Regions from separate parts of the Arachis hypogaea genome. Here region 1 is linked to region 2. Evidence: chromatin contacts called from public Hi-C data. All regions are on one chromosome and are shown on one strand. Each heading gives the region's core, a stretch centred on a gene start, on an enhancer-like site or on the middle of the called end of the contact. The rest is flanking DNA. Distances are from core to core; before and after follow the strand shown. Region 1 holds the start of LOC140182338. Region 2 overlaps LOC112776056 (ureidoglycolate hydrolase).

Evidence for each region. Hi-C and Micro-C count contacts between places; a contact is called where the count stands out from the background.
Region 1: a Hi-C map of leaf shows a contact between it and region 2, with 2.7 times the contacts expected there. The contact joins the promoter of LOC140182338 here to the enhancer-like site in region 2. A contact is called at or near these places in 3 of 8 Hi-C or Micro-C datasets (all in leaf).

The regions. Positions count from the first base shown.
Region 1 is chr19:125,687,861-125,690,560 of arahy.Tifrunner.gnm2.J5K5, reverse strand. It overlaps LOC140182338, which reads right to left and starts at 1,416. Exons shown (of 6, transcript XM_072228504.1): 1 at 1,375-1,416; 2 at 1,239-1,293; 3 at 384-1,149; 4 at 219-312. The coding sequence starts at 1,416. LOC112778156 reads right to left here. Exons shown (of 4, transcript XM_025822509.3): 3 at 1,932-2,700; 4 at 1,307-1,765. The coding sequence ends at 1,753.
Region 2 is chr19:125,496,519-125,499,218 of arahy.Tifrunner.gnm2.J5K5, reverse strand. It overlaps LOC112776056 (ureidoglycolate hydrolase), which reads right to left. Exons shown (of 14, transcript XM_029295601.2): 13 at 2,225-2,265; 14 at 1,501-1,750. The coding sequence ends at 1,653. Among protein-coding and RNA genes, the nearest start is that of LOC112776056, 5.7 kb to the right of the region's middle. Within about 2 kb of position 1,283, at least 1 of the 3 cell types and tissues checked has open chromatin away from gene starts, as enhancers often do.

The DNA of each region.
Region 1 (2,700 bases), core at 167-2,666, 190 kb before region 2:
TGCGCCCCATACACTAAGCAAAAAGCACAATTAAAGCTCGTTTGAACTAACACTCCTTCAATACACAACCACCTCTCGCCTTTATAATAATTTCGTTTTTGAAAAACCATGTCATCCCAAACTAACATTAAACCCCCACTCGCCCCCACAGACTCCACAAACTCCCAACCCGCATTACTATTTCTCCAAATTCTTGCAACATCATATTTAGTAATTACCTCCCTCTTTGTTTCAAGCAACCCCAACATACCTAAGTTATAATTCTTCTTCAACGACTTCACCATGCTCAATTTTCCGTCACCTCTCAACCCCCTAATATTCCAACAACTCACAATCATGAAGACAAATTTTTTCTCACTTTATTTTTATTCTTTGGACGACACCTTCGTGCCTTCTCCTTCTGTTTCGCCAACTTTCTCTTCGCCGCTAGTTTTTCATTTTGGGCTTGCAAAATACCCATAATATCCTCTTCTTCATCGCTTAAAAGAGCGCCAGACTCCACTGCCAACTTCCATGTTTCTTCATTGTCCTTCATCTGCTCCTCATTCGATAACCTGGCCTCCTCTCCCTCGGACTGTCGTCGCCGCTCTGTTTCAGATTCAGCCCCTGTTTCCAATGTTTTTCCGCCGTGATCCATAGCTTGGGCATCTGCACTGGCTGCTAGGTGCGTTCCCAACGGGCTCCCTCTCCCGGTTCCCTGTACCAGGTTCCCCGTCCCAGTGTCAGCAGCAGGACTAGCCTCTTCCTCCCCTCCCCTGGTCAGCGGCACCTGCATCCTAGCCACATCGTGGGTTACTGACCCTTCCAACCTTACCGCCTCGAAAACCTCGTCAGGAACCCCACCCGTGGCCCCGTCATAACTCCTCGGACCAGCCACTGCCTCTCGGGGTCCAGCCTCCGACGGGCGCCGTTCACTCTGCCTTTCCCTCTCCCTTCCCGTGGTGTTGGCCTCAGTTCCCTCAAGGGTGACTCCATGCACCGCCGCCCCTGTCACCGCATCATGAAGGGATAGCAAGACCCGTTTGCCTCCTATCCGCCCCACATCGTCAAAGAGTCCAGGAGTCCGTGCATCCAATCTCAAGCCCACATTAGGCCCAGCATGCACCCCATTCTCCCGAGGCCACCATGTATGCTCCCAAAAGGCAATTTCTGGAAAGACTGAAAGAGTGCACGTGTGATAAATCTCTGGGTCTGCCAGCTGGACAGCGAGCTAACTAACTTCTAACTTGCTAACTAACCAATTTCATCTGTGTATGCTAGGTTGTTCGTTATAACAGATATAACTTGGTGATACTAATTGTGCACATACATAAGTAAATGTTTGGATAAATTATATGAGTGATATTACATATGACATTCCATAATGTGACTAACCTCCCTAAAGAGGAGCGCAATGCGTGTAATGGATGTTAGCATCACATCTTATAAAATACAATGGTATCGACGTAACCAAAATATGAGAGAAGTCTGTCTATAAAATTACATGTGGTGGATTATTCAATGGCCTGAAGAAAGCATTTATAGATAATTGTGTGTAAACGTATGAAATGTTTGAGACTATAGACAAAAAGCAATGTACAACTTGAGAATGAACCTGCTTTTCCCTCAGGATAAGGAGAAAAAGCTTCTTCAGTATGCAGAAAGAAGATGAATCAAGTGTTGTCAGTGATTGGATCTTTTGCTGGTGCGGTTTTCTGAAACCTTCTCAAAGGAGTTGACAATTCCAATTACTTGCAGCTCCAAACATTAGTGTTAATTTAGATGCCTAAAATATGAAGGAAAGAAAATCAATTTCTGAAACCTTCTCAAAGGATGTTCATATTATTATTTGGTTTTTCATGTGAAGTATCAAAAGATCAAATAAGCTAACAAAAGATGGTGAACTCTTCTTGTCCCATAAAACTAATAAGCAAACATTGTTTAATGTTTACCTGTGTGGCAAGTTATCTTTGGCGTCTCTTGGTATGTGTCTGATTGCGCCTAATCTCCTCGCGAACATGGCCGCCATTGGTTCTGAATCTTTGAATCCAGGGAAAGGTGTAATGGGATTGAACCCAACCTTTGGTATGTCATCAATGGAAGCCTCTTTCTTGAGGAAGTGGTCATCATCAACACATTGTTCTTTGGTTTCTTTTAGATAAGAAAAGTGTTTATATGAATTTGGATGTACAGAGTTATCAAAAGTTATCAATTGAGCACTTGATTTTGGCAAGAATCGATTCATCCATACACCTCCAGAAGTATCAATTTTGTTCAAGAACTTATCTGTTACCTTCCTCTCTGAAGGTGCGTAGGATTCAGCACTCTCATTGTTATTCTGATCCTGTATGGTAGGAGATGAATTTATTTCTATTCCTTCTTTATTTGTCCTGTTTTCATGGCTGCTGTGAAAATTCACAGGCCTAATCTTTACCTCAAACTCTTTTGATTTCAAATACTGTTTGTAAAGACTGTTATTGTTCTCTGCACAACATGATATTGGAGTAACATCTAGGCCTTGATGAGATTTTATGGGACAAGACATGCACTTGAAATCGGATTTGAGTCCTGTACTTTTCGGCTCAGGATTATGATTCTGAATCTGATCATGATCCCAGAGAAGATGGTGATCAGGATTTGCAGCTGATTGTGAGAATCCTTTCATCATGTTTGAAACCAAGTTCATGAATGAGCTATTCTGCCTGGTTCTGGATCTGGGAT
Region 2 (2,700 bases), core at 34-2,533:
CAATTTTGTGTCTCTGTCCTTTATGTCTTGTTCTCAATGTCTTGCGTTGTCCTATTTTCAGAAACAAACGCAGCCCGATATATCAAGAGAAAATAGAATCTATTTTAAAATAGAATTTAGTTTTGATACACTGTCTATAAAACAATTTTATATACATTATCTAATTATGTAATATTATATCAACAAAAATAACTACTTTTTGTGTTGACCGTAATTGATCATATAAACCAATAAATATAAATGGACAACTACATAAAATATTTTACACTATCAATATCTGGCCATAAATTATAAAAAAGTAATTTACCTTTAATATTACAAGAAGTTTTAAGAACAGTTGCTTAGTTACAAGCCAAGTTCTAATTTCATTTTTGATGTTTAAATATCTTATTTTTTTAATTGTTTTATTTTATTTTTTAATAAAAATAATATTTTTTTAAAAAATATTTTTTTCTATGTAATGATAACAATCGTAATTGTAAATTTTTTACTAAAGAACTTAAATAGAATGAAATAAAACGTTAAAAACAAATAAGATATTTCAAATATTAAGAATAAAATTAGAATTTAGCTCAAGGGATTAAAACAATATCTTAACCAAACTCAAAGTCAGTTGTCTTCTCTAAGGTGGCGTTTGATAGAGAGATAGAGACTGAAAGGCTGAGACTGGGAGATAGAGACTAAGAGACAGAGATCGAAATAAATTTTAATATTCTGTTTGGTGCAAAGTGAGAGACATAAATTGAAACAAGAATAAAATTCTAATTAAATTTGCACAAAAAATAAAATTGGAATTAATTAATTAAAATGAGGATATTTTAGGTATAAAATGTTATTAAAATTTCAGTCTCTGTCTCTAAAAATTTCAGTTCCCTGTGTCCCTAGTTTTTGAAAGTACTGAAATACTAAAATTTTAAGGACAGAGACAGAAATTTTAGTGTTAGTCTTTGAGCCAACAAACATGATACTGTGTCTCAGTCTCTCAATCTCTGTCCCAATATCTCAAAACAAACTACCTAAAGTTTTTCTTATAATACATACCTTTGCAACCTTCAATCTCATTCACACATTCAAGGTATCCACAAAGTGCTGTGCTATTCCAACAGAACAGCCTAACTAAAAATAAATTTCCCCCTTATTTTTCCTAATTGCTTTTGTTTAGTTGAATCCAGCTATTCCATCAATCATAATCACAAATGAGAATGTCAAACTCTATGTGTGGCCAATTGAGAAAAGTAAGATCTCATCTCTCTAAATATAGATTACTACAACTAATACATATATAATATAATATAACGTATTATAATATAATAATGATATTCTTTCTAGTTGGTTATATACAACTGGATTCTACAATCTTAGTATCTTAGATTCTTAGTAGTTCCTTTCTAATTAATTTCTGCTGTTGTCTTTTGAATTAAACTTATACTACCTTTTTTTTCTTTTCCGGTGTGGTAAGTGGCAACGTTATAAAAGCGGTAGCATTTTCTACGAAAAGTGTTTCTTTAATGCTCACTGGTCATATTAGATGGATTAAGTTCAACCACTGTAATGGGGTACATCTAAATTTAACATTATTTAATCAGTATTATTAAATTACATATCCTTGCTCTACAATGGTGAGTACATACTAAATATCACTACAGAAGATATTACTCAAGGGACAATTTAGCAAGTGTGAGTGCTAATACTTTTACTCCATTTGACATATCTTGAATGCTTGCAAACTCTTCAGGCTTATGGCTGTATCCTGAAAAAAAAAAATTGCAAACCAATGTTCAGATAAATCAGAATGCAGACCAGATAGCATCACGACATGCAAGTGAATGTATTAGCATTTTCAATAGAGAAAGTTACGGAATGATTCTTAATGTAAGTTCATTCATTGAATCCGAGATTTCACATACTAGAGCTCAACTTTCTGGCTAGGGTTGGTCGTTTAATTTAAGAGTTTAATTCTGATGCAGCGACAATGTAAAATGTTTTACCAAGTCATCCAATAACATCAGTTCTTTTGGATGACCATTCATGCGGTAAATGTAAACGGTAGTTATTTTTGCGAGTAAAGTAATCCCATGCACGTGTAAAGCTGCTTTACACTGATAGTACATCAAAATTAAATTGTAAATTTAATTACATAAAAAGAACAAACAATTCTAAAGTATTATGGTATCGAATTAGAACATGTGAGTATGTGGCACGAATAGTAAAAGATGATGAGTACCTTTGTAACATGGAATGAAAATCATGCCCATTGGGGATACCCTGCAAGACACAATGTGCATTAGAGATTTAGAGTAGATATTCTGTTCACATAAGAGCAAAGAACTGTTTGGTTGATTGTAACATGGTAATGATTAAACTAAATTATGCTAATATAATTGTTATTAGCTACTTCCAAAATGTTCAAAAGTTTTGAAATTATAAGCTTTAAGAGGAAAAGAGAGAAAGCATGCTCTCAATATCATTCTAATTTCTAAATATATGATATTAGATTGCTGTGAGATGATATCTTTGTTTTTTTTGGGGGGGATGCACTAAGCCCAATATCAATTAACACAAGAAGATTCCTAATATTCTAATCAAAAGTGAATAAAAGATATATCGAGTTAAAAATCAAGCCAAAACTGTGACAGAATGGAAATTCTGGGGGGTGCAAAAGTATACTTAACCCTACCTAACATGAATTATACTACCTTT